Linked DNA regions of Zea mays: regions 2 and 3 are each linked to region 1. A link is a contact called in public Hi-C data. All regions are on one chromosome and are shown on one strand. The core of a region is the stretch at or near the end of the contact, and the rest is flanking DNA. Distances in the headings are between cores, read along the strand shown.

Evidence for each region. A called contact is a pair of places that touch in the nucleus more often than the background predicts.
Region 2: a Hi-C map of leaf shows a contact between it and region 1, with 5 times the contacts expected there. The contact joins the promoter of LOC103646055 here to the promoter of LOC100272312 in region 1. A contact is called at or near these places in 2 of 25 Hi-C or Micro-C datasets (leaf and tassel) and 1 of 3 datasets of contacts at active chromatin or transcription factors (leaf).
Region 3: a contact with region 1 is called in a Hi-C map of ear, with 1.9 times the contacts expected there. The contact joins the enhancer-like site here to the promoter of LOC100272312 in region 1. A contact is called at or near these places in 2 of 25 Hi-C or Micro-C datasets (ear and tassel).

Annotation. Positions count from the first base shown.
Region 1 is chr2:17,765,456-17,769,103 of Zm-B73-REFERENCE-NAM-5.0, reverse strand. It overlaps LOC100272312 (membrane protein), which reads left to right and starts at 1,986. Exons shown (of 5, transcript NM_001146796.1): 1 at 1,986-2,437; 2 at 2,581-2,744; 3 at 2,882-3,045; 4 at 3,131-3,372; 5 at 3,456-3,648. The coding sequence starts at 2,097. The coding sequence ends at 3,567.
Region 2 is chr2:17,395,760-17,399,407 of Zm-B73-REFERENCE-NAM-5.0, reverse strand. It overlaps LOC103646055 (cytochrome P450 87A3-like), which reads right to left and starts at 1,853. Exons shown (of 9, transcript NM_001301526.2): 1 at 1,529-1,853; 2 at 1,107-1,431; 3 at 863-1,009; 4 at 486-776; 5 at 317-412; 6 at 29-107. The coding sequence starts at 1,749.
Region 3 is chr2:17,450,395-17,454,042 of Zm-B73-REFERENCE-NAM-5.0, reverse strand. No RefSeq gene overlaps it. Among protein-coding and RNA genes, the nearest start is that of LOC109944479, 11 kb to the right of the region's middle. Within about 2 kb of position 1,967, at least 18 of the 20 cell types and tissues checked have an H3K27ac peak or open chromatin away from gene starts, as enhancers often do. A contact at or near this core is called in ear and tassel, where this site is marked.

The DNA.
Region 1 (3,648 bases), core at 737-3,236:
GGCGGAACGTGAATGTCTGCACGCAGGGGGGATATTCTGGCCGCAGGTTCGTTGGCGGACAGCGAAAGTGTAGCAGCAGTAGTTGCCAGTATGATCAGCTAGCTAGCAATGGCTACTGGCGCTGGAGTTAGCTGATTGCGGCATATCGTTCCTTGTTCTCTCTTCAGTTTAGGAGCAACGGTTGGCCCGGTTCGGGCGGGCGATTGTGATTTAGGCACCTGCCATTGGACTCCTGCGTCTACGTGATGCCGGGCTACGGCCTTGCGGGCATATCACGTACAACGAGTAGCGGTTAGAGAGGATACCGTACATTATACGAGCACAACAGCGGAACGGCGAGGTGAGCAGGCGTAGCAGCGACGCGACGGGAACCGTGCTCGTTCCGTAGTGTAGTCTGCCCTCCGCCGCGTGGGAACTGACTCGAGACCGCAAACGCTGCGTGTGGCCACGTCTGTACGCGCCCCGCTGCCGCCGCCGTGGCCGTTCGTCCCCGGCCGTCTTGGAGCGAGTCAGCGTCCGTCGCCGTCCGCGTTCCGACGCCTCCGTCTGAGACGAAGCCAACTGGAGCATTATAGCGTGCGTGACATCTATCTGTGGACCAGTCCACGCCACGCTTCGCATGGAACTCGAGGGCGATCAAATTAATAATCAGACAGACAGACAGACGCCCCCCAGCTTGCATTCCCTGCTGTGCTGGCCTAAAACTGGGTACAGAGACTCCAAAAACCGTGCCATTTGTCATCGTTTTTATTTACGAGGCGATGAGTGGGATCCCATTACGGAAAAAAGGCAGGAGGGGATTCCTGCGCCGGAAAGCCAACTGTGGCGCCACTACGCACTGTCCTCCATCCTTCCATATGATGCATGTAACCAAAGAAACTTGTGGCGAAAACGGGAAGAGAGATGACAGGATGGCACGAGCAAAAGAGGAGCGCAGCTGAAGGGACGAAGACGATTGCGACCGCCCGTCTTTCGGAGAACGATCAGGTTGTACAGGCTGCCTCTTGCTTCAGCCCCAGCACTACTAGCTAGCTAGGAGGAGCGACACGGACGGGCCGGCATCAGGTGCTGATCTTCTACCAACAACAGCGGATAAATAGTCGTGGTTCTGAAAGCTTGCCCGCACCAAAAAAAAAAACATGGCTCCGCAGGCGCGGAAAATGGAGTGCTTCTGCAGAAACGCGTCGGGTGGGTCGTTGGAACGGCAACGTTGAGCCGACGCGCCCTTCTTCGTGCCGAATTCGCTGTCAACGAGAGCTTTCAACGGTAACGATGATGTGCCTGCCAGGGAAGCGTCCGAGCAAGAACAAAACAGTGCGCGCCATAGCCCACAGGGCGGGTGAAAACTACCCTGCACCGCATATATATATGAGTAGCTAAGCATGGAGTTGTTATTATTTAAACCTTAAGCTACCCGGCCATGCCAATCCAAGCTATGGAAAAGATCAAGAAGTACGGGTATGGCCTATCCAAAGCATAAACTGGGCACCACCGCGCGCATATAGGATGATCATGTTGGAGGTGGCAAAAATGGCTGTAGCATGAACTGGGCTTCTGGTGATCTGTAGGAAGCAACTGACAAGCTTCCGGTTACAGTTGACCTATACTGTGTGCCATGAGTACTTCACCTGCTCAAGTTTGTAGACGGGTAAAAGGAAATATTAGTACGGTAGTACCGTCAACTAGAGCCGACAGGTCAACCTCTAATAGCGTGTTTGGCTGGAGGAGTGATGAATTCTATAGAAACTAAATAAAATAAAATGTAAGGACTAAAAATTAGTCCTAGAAACTAAATATCTCTAGTGTAAATCTTTTTTTAAAGAACAGACCAAACAAGAAAGACGTTAAAACGCACTGATTAAAACCGAGTCTCTCTCTGGTCGTCGTCTCCGCGTCCACTCTCTTCACCATCTCCACCCCTAAAGCCCACCGATTAAAACCGAGTCTCTCTGGACGTCCCCCGCGTCTACCTTCTCTATCTCCACCCCCAACTCCCCAAGAGCCGATCAGACCATTTGTACCGACCCCCGAGAGGCGACCAGGCAGTCCGGAAGCGCGTCCGTCCGTTGGTGCTGCTGGTGCCTTGTGGTCGAGCGATGTCGAACGCCGCCGACGTGGAGGCGGGCGCCCAGGCGAGGGCGGCGCCGGCGACGACGGGGATCAAGCCGCCCCCGGGGCGGTACAACAACATGACCAGCAACGGGCCGTACACGCCACCGTCGCCGTTCTACTACGACCCCGCGGCGGCGCACGGGCGGCACCACTGGTCGTGGCTGGTGCCGCTGGTGGTCATCGCCAACGTGCTCATGTTCGTGCTGGTCATGTTCTACAACAACTGCCCGCGCAGCGGCGGGGACTGCGTCGGCCGCGGCTTCCTCCGCCGCTTCTCCTTCCAGCCGCTCAAGGAGAACCCCCTCCTCGGCCCCACGGCCGCCACGTAAGAATCGCCACCTCTCGCCGCGCGAATTCATCTCCTTCCCTTCCATCCAGCACAATCCGCTGGACTCGCGACGCCTCTCTGGGTCTCATCTCATCTCGTCTGATCTCTAATCTCCCACGTCGTCGTCCCGCCGCGCGCAGGCTGCAGAGATACGGAGCCCTCGACTGGTACAAGGTCGTGCACGGGAACCAGGCCTGGCGGCTGGAGTCGTGCACCTGGCTGCACGCCGGCCTCATCCACCTGCTCGCCAACATGATCAGCCTCATCTTCATCGGCGTCCGCCTGGAGCAGCAGTTTGGATTCTGTAAGCCCCCCAAACATCTGACGCCTCGGCCTCGCTCTGTTCTGCCAAGAACAGACAGGCTCCTCCGCTGTGCAGCTGCATGCAACGCACACGGACGCGGCTTTCTGACCGGCATTTCCCCCCTCGTCCTCCTGCAGGGAAGGTGGGCCTGGTGTACCTCGTCTCTGGCTTCGGAGGGAGCGTGCTCTCCGTCTTCTTCATCAGGAAGGGCGTCTCCGTGGGCGCCTCCGGCGCGCTCTTCGGCCTCCTGGGAGCGATGCTGTCGGAGCTCATCACCAACTGGTCCATCTACACCAACAGAGTAGGCGTCTCCCCCGTTCCGGCCATTCGTTTAAGCTATATAGCATCGCCTCGCCGCCGCGCTGACTTCTGGCCATTCATCTCAGTTTGCAGCCATGCTGAACCTGATCATCATCGCCGCCATCAACCTGGCGCTCGGGATACTCCCGCACGTTGACAACTTCGCGCACATCGGCGGGTTCGCCACAGGCTTCCTCCTCGGCTTCGTGCTGCTGATCCAGCCCCAGTTCGGGTGGCTGGAGCAGCCCTTCGGTGCCAAGACCAAGTCCAAGTACAAGGCATATCAGATCATCCTCCTGCTTGCTGCCCTCGTCTTGCTGGCTGCAGGGTTAGTATAATCCCTGGTCATCTAAGCTAAAAATATTGCCCAAATCCAGTTGGAGACTAACATTTGGTTATGCGTTGTCGCAGGTTCGCTGTTGGATTGGTAATGGTGTTCAGAGGAGAGAACGGCAACGATCACTGTAGCTGGTGCCACTACCTGACCTGCGTGCCGACGTCAAGCTGGAAGTGTGACAATTGAACTGATCAGAGATTAGTGACGGGTTAGCATGCTTGCGTCGTACAGAAGAGAACATGCGTCCCCACCACGAGAGACAATGTC
Region 2 (3,648 bases), core at 604-3,103, 370 kb after region 1:
AAAACTGCAGGTGTAAGGACATCTTCACCTCTGAACTGTATGTCTTTCAGTGCCTTTCTGAAGATGCCAGGCGCAATATTGGCTAATCGGACAGTCTCGTTGATGACCTATAAAACAGTACGGATATTCCTATTATTATTGTGGACTAAATATTATTTGTTTGATAGCAAAAATGCATGCACCCTCATAGGATTCTTAGTGCAGGCAGTAGTATATAACTGAATAACTGAAGCCAGTTGTTCCAGTTATACATGCTCTTAACACTAGAAGAGGTGCAGCCAGTAATTATTGACCAAATTTTGTCTTAGCCCACAACCTGGGATGTGAATGTCATAGACTTGTACTCCATCCATGTGATTCCATCAGATCCATGGCGCGCGTTACGTTCATTCAGAATCGCTTCATGCTCCACCTGCATCCATGCCAAAAAATCAGATATCCCAGAGGCATCAGTGCCAGGCTATCAAAGGTTGCATGTTCCTGACCGTGAGCTCTTCCAGGACGCGAGGGTGGTCTGCAAGCAGCTTGACAGCCAGAGTGAGCGCTAGCGACGTCGTGTGGAAGCTGGCGAACAGGAGCACGAACATCAGGTCGAGCGCCATTCTGTCCGTCACGAGCGGCTTCTCCTTCGTGACTTCCTGGATGACGAGGTCCAAGAAGTCGCCGCCATGGCGACGTATCGTTTCCATGGCGCCTCCTCCTGCTCCGGGCACCTGTACCAGTCTCTTCCTCTCCGCTAGCACTTCCTGCAGCACCTCCATTGCGCTCTGCCGGCCCTGAAAGTGACATGACAGACCCACCAAAAAAAGGAACTTAATTCGATCGTGGTATGCAAGTGCAGCGGGTAGCAGTATGTACGCACCTTCATGCATGAGTAGTATGCTGTTCCTGGCAAATACAGAGGGAACGAGATGAGCCCTCGAACGAAGTCGAAGAAGCTCCTCCTCAGAATCTTGGACCTCGACGGCTCCAAGCTGAGAAGCTTGTTCGCTGAAAGATCGAACACCATCTACGCGCGCAGAGACACAGACATGCAGCGATCATAACTCACAACAAGCAAGGGCAGCCTCAGCCTGGCACACACTAGTGCCCGCAAAAACACGTACCGTGGAGACGGCCTCTTTCAGCTCGACCGACGGCAAGGTTGACCAGGTACAGAGCGAGCTGCTGACGGCGTGCTCGACGTCGCGGAGCATGGACTCCCTGAGGCTCTCCGGGCCGAAGTAGCGGAGCACCATGTTCTTGAGGTACTTGAACATGGCGCCCTGCTGCTCCCCGACGTTGTCCCTGCCTAGGATCTCCACGAAGGAGTCCGGGTACCAGCTCTGGAACAGCTGCCCCTCCTGCTGGAACACCATGTAGTTCAGCTCCTCGTCCGCGGAGACGACGACCGGGTGGCCCACCAGGCTCGTCTTGAAGATCGGGCCGTACCTAGCTTGCACTCGAAAGGGACAGGTTAAGATTCGGAATTGCGACACCAGTCCGGCCCACCATGTTTAATCGGGCCACGGGCCAAACCGAGGCGTACCTTTGCAGTCTGTGTCGGACGAAACGCGGGACGTCCAAGGAAGCTTCAGGGGAGAAGAACTGCAGCGTCTCTCCGACGAGCGGCAGGCCCATGGAGCCCGGCGGCAGGCGGCCGCTGCATCGAGGGTTCCTCCACCTGTGCACCGCATACAGCAGCAAGAGGAGAACCATAAGGAGCACAAAGGCCGCGCCGCCGGTGAGCCTCATGTGGTACGCGCACATCTCCGAGATCGGGCGGTATGGGGAGAACTCACGTCACGCGGCTCTGCATGTCTCGTTCATGCACTTCAAAGCTGCAACACAGGATCCGAAATTTAAAACATCACGGGGCTCCTCAGCTAGCAAGTTCAGTTCAGTGTAAAGAATATGGCCCGGCCGGACTTTGACCGTGGTTTGCTCTATGGCAACGTAAAGGGTGTGGAGACTAGCGGTAGATAGACCTGTTACAATTGGTAGTGGTTCTTAGTCCGACTCCAGCAGTTCATTCAAAGTTTATCTATAAATACCGTTTTGCACCGTTCTATACTGTAAATTGTACTGTTCGTAAAGTGGACACTACTACAGTAAACCTCTGTACAGGCGGTTTGGTTAGCCTCTACACAGGCGGTTCCAGGAACCGCTTGTGGTGCACCGCCTGTGATGTAAAACAACATCACAGACGTTCAATCAAAAACCGCTTGTGATAGACACACATTACAGGCGGTCCAGTTTAAAGGAACCGCCTGTGATAGACACACATCACGGGCGGTTTCTTATCCTAGCCGCTTGTGTTAGCCACACATCACAGACGGTTTTTAATATAAGTCCGACTGCATACAATATAAATCACAGGCGGTTTTCAATATACAGATTCATATACAGAATTTTCAAACACAGATTCAATACACAGATTATACACAGATTTCATACACAGATTATACACAGATTGCATACACAGATTTATACATATCAAGTTCCATAACATGTTCCATACACAGATTCATCCACATATCAAGTTTCATCGTCATACACAGATTTATACACATATCAAGTTGCATAGCAACTCAACATCTGAAAGTTCCATAGACAACTCAACATCTAAAGTTCCTAACTAAAGACCTAAACACTGTGTGATATCGTGTACAAACTTAGTTCTGGGAATTGTTGCAAATTTCCATTTGTATTGTAGAATAGCCCTTGTTGATGAAGAACTTCACGGCGCATAAAGTAAAGCAAGTCTCTTACAACCTTAGCCACGCCGACGGAAACCATATCTCTTTCTAACCATTCAGCATTGATCTTGGATTTAGGAACTTGCAATGAAAGCAAAAAGCAAGCAGTGCTAAGAGTAATGTGATGAGCAACAATATAACAAAAAAATTGCAACATAGACAATGATAGCGAACTTACATCCTCACGATTGACCATGTAATGGAAGGTGACACGACACCATTCGCATACATAATAACCGCACAGGACAGTACCCGGAGGTTGTTTGTCACCATATGGAAATAATGATATTGATAAATTAGGCTTGTCCTCTGAATGTTCGCCGCCAAGATCTTTCCAATAAAAACGGTGAAAGTCGCCTAGAGGGGGGGTGAATAGGGCGAAACTGAAATTCTCAAAAATAATCACAACTACAAGCCGGGTTAGCGTTAGGAATATAATCGAGTCCGCGAGAGAGAGCGCAAAACAAATCGCAAGCGAATAAGGAGTATGACACGTAGATTTGTTTTACCGAGGTTCGGTTCTTGCAAACCTACTCCCCGTTGAGGAGGCCACAAAGGTCGGGTCTCTTTCAACCCTTCCCTCTCTCAAACGGTCCCTCGGACCGAGTGAGCTTTCTCTTCTCAATCACTTGGAACACAAAGTTCCCACAAGGACCACCACAAGTTTGGTGTCTCTTGCCTCAATTACAAGTGAGTTTGATCGCAATGAAAGAATCAAGAAAGAAGAAAGCAATCCAAGCGCAAGAGCTCGAAAGAACACAAGCAAATCTCTCTCTCTCTAATCACTAGGGCGTTGTGTGGAATTTGGAGAGGATTTGATCTCTTTGGTGTGTCTAGAATTGAATGCTAGAGCTCTTGTAAGTAGTTGGGAAGTGGAAAACTTGGATGCAATGAATGGTGGGTGGTTGGG
Region 3 (3,648 bases), core at 718-3,217, 320 kb after region 1:
ATCGTAACCCCATCAATCGTAGATTCCACAAAATCCACACCCGTCACTAGAGAGACAAGAAAGAGGAATCACAGAGAATTGCCAATGGACCTCGGTGCAGGCGGCGGTCGGCATCTGGCCAATGGAGCTCGGTGCAGGCGGTGACGCAGGGATGCCCGGAGCTGGATTCTTGGTCGGTGATGGCGCGGGAGCAGGAGAGGGTGTCAGAGATGGCATCGCGGAGGAGATATTGGGGCTGGCGCTGGGGTCGGACGAGGAGGCAGAGTAACCGGGGGCACTGTCGCGTCGAGCCAACGCCGGAGAGCCCCCGAGGTGGCGAGCAGCAGAGCAGGAGATCCGGACGCCGGTGGCCGGTGCCTAGGCAGCTGGCCGAGTCTGCGAATCACCGAGTCTGGAGAGGGCGAGGGGCGAACAGATCTAGGCTAGGAGGCACCTCTGGAACGATGACAGGGAGGCGATCGCCATGGATCTCGTCTATGGGATGCTTGTCCGCCGTGCTCGCTCGTGTCGCGCAACAGCCGCCACTGAAACTCCCTAGTCTCTGCCATCGCGCGGAAGGCCAGGTAGAGCGGTTGGTTTTATACAATGGTACATGAGCGTAAACTTGTGTATAACTAAGCGTAAACATTATAGTGGGTGGACCGGATGGTCGCCTGGTCAACCGAGCGGGTGGTTGGGGCTTCCTGTAGTTAAAAAGAGCCCAGGGCTCTAAATACTATATATATATATATATATATATATATATATATATATATATATATATATATATATATATATATATATATATATATATGCACATTCATGATTAAGAGGGCTCTTCTTAGCTCAGAAAGGCAATCATGAGAAGGGCAAAGCTAAACTGCGAGAAGAAGATGAAATGTTAAGTGCTAGTGTAATTGATGATGTGGATTAGCTTGAACTTACGATAAAGAGGGAGACCAAAATGCTGGGGAAGCTCAGTCTTTAGTTATGAAAAATAAGATGGTAAAAATGCTCAAATAGTTTAATCTTTGGTTATGGAAAAATAAAGATGCAAGAAGAAGATGCTCTTGCTTAGAAATGGAAAACTAGTCTCCATTCAACCTTTAGCTATCTTTATATATGGACAACTGTAATAGTATTGAGACGTTGTTATGGGCATGTATTAATTGTTTATGTATCTTGTGCGCTAATGTTGAATGCTCGTGAGCATTTGTGCCAAAATATTTCATTTAAAAAAAAATATTTTTTTGAATAAATGTCAATGTAACGCATGTACTATATAAAAAAATAGACATATCAAACAACTCGAAGGACAAAAGAGGTTATTTCAAACCTCGGTTTTATGGATTTGAAGCTGTTGTATACCAAATATTTCACTGGTGGTCCTAGATTTACTGATGAATCCAATCCACTATAAATCTCAGATTCACGTTCACTTTTTGAGAGATTGACCTGTCCAAACAGGTCTTGATCAATCCAGTTTCTCTGATGAATCTTCCTGGAAACAGAGTCCAGAAAAACGACGCTGTACTTAGCGCGTACACCCGTCAGAGATGTGTCAAATAGATTCGACGCACGTACAGCTGGTGATGCTCTTTGGTTGCCATTTCCAATCAGGTGTTCAATCTACTGTGGATCCCCATTTCTAACACAAAGTTGCTCTGCATGTTATGTATCAAGAGGATGCCTCTTAAGACTCGCAAAGGAAAAAAAAAGACGCAGGCTATAGGGAGGAACAGCTGAAACGCGCCATTTCGTACTAGCGCTGTCTGAACTTTTTGCAGCAAAGAGTCCAAGTCCAGAACAGAACGCAGCTGGGATTCAGGCACTTTTCTCTACGATTCTTTGCTGCAAAAAAGCGTCGCAGAATGCTCGTTTTAGTTGGTTTTGCTGGCTTTTTCCGGGTATTGATGGAGCCCTGGAGCCCCGCACCGGCACCGGCGTGTCCCGAGCGCACGCGCCATGCAGTTTCCGGGCCCAAAGGAAAGGCAACAAATAATGCACGAACCTTGGCTTGCAACACGCGTACGTGCTCCTGGACGCATGTGGCCTGCCTTTGGGTTTGGGAAAAGTCGTACAAATCATTTGGCTCCGTACGGGACGTAGAAACAACGGCCGGGCCGCACGCGTACCGCACAAGTGGGAAGTGGCCCCACGACACAAGATTAATACTCACTCCATTCATATAAATATACGAAAATATTGTTTTTTTAAAAAAAACTTTAACCACTCGTTTTATTTAAAAAATAATGAGTTGTCATTTATTTCGTTGTGATTTGTTTTATCACTTAAGATAATCTATACTTGACTTAAAATTTTATATTTTGAATAAATATTTTAAACAAAATGAGTAGTCAAAGTTTTCGAAAAAGATCAATGGGCTAACATATATACCAACAGTGAAAACGGGCTTTGTTCTACTAATGTACGCGCAATCACTGTGAATATTTAGTCAAATTTAATATTTTTTAAATATTTACAAATCTTCCCCTTGAAGCATTGCCACTTGATTATGAAGCCATTTATAAATTGGCAAAAATGTTTTTTTCGACATCCAAGTTATAGGTCAGCTTGATTTTCAATCCTAAACCACAAAAGTGGACAACAGGCACCATCCAACTATTGAAACTAGATAAATTTGGTCTTTGTTGTTTGTAGTCGTGGTCAATATTTACTACCTTTTCTTAAAACAAATAAGATTCAAATATCTCTAATATATTGTTAATAGAGAGGCAACATTTTTAGAATAACTACAGAAGAAATTTTTAATGTTTTATTAAAATAGATTAATCATGTCTTTTTTTTTCAAAAACTAAGCTACTCCTTTTATTTTAGAAAATAGAAACCACCTTTCAAACTGATTAGAGGGACCAAATAATCTATCTGGTTTGGAGTAACATGTATACAATTTTACTATAGAAGTACTAGCAGCAAATTAACGATAACATTAACAATTAGTTTATGAGTAAACCCGATCTGATCTGTACACCTAATTAATTAAGCAGTGATCACGCACACTTAAAAATCAAAAACTTCAACGGCAGGTGTGAACGTGACATGTGCTGTGCTTAGAACAGGGAACTAGGCACAGCTAAAGCTAACAGCAACACGCTCTCCCCGTGATCTCAACCCCAAAAGAAAGAAAGCGCCGTTGATTTCATCATCTCACGCTCTTTTCACCAAGTAATTAAGATGCCAAGAAAACGATAACCAGTTCGAGCCGAATGCGTACGTGCTGCACCGCCCGTGGCCGCCAATGGCTCCATATGCGATGTTAGCTCTCCAATCATTTTTATAGTGGACGCGAATATTTCCAGTTCATCTCCCTCGTCAGCAACAGCCGACAGGCGAGTAGGCGACAGCACTGGGACAGCGCTGAACGGCCCTTCCCGCCCACCGTCGAGGACTCCGGCCAGGCACGGGCTGCCGTAGCAGCAGCTCCCGGTAGACTTTCTAGCTCGTTTCATTTCAGAACCCATCCATGCATGCATGCATGGTAGGGTTTCCACTTTCCAGAGACGACTGCAAGCGCGTGCATGGTGGTTGCTAGCAGCTTAATTGCACTGATTAGCTAATTAAGCACATCCACACGGACGTCGTCGTACACGACGGCATATGAGCAGGGGCCTGGCGGATTGATTAAAAACAGCGGCGGCGGTCCGCGGT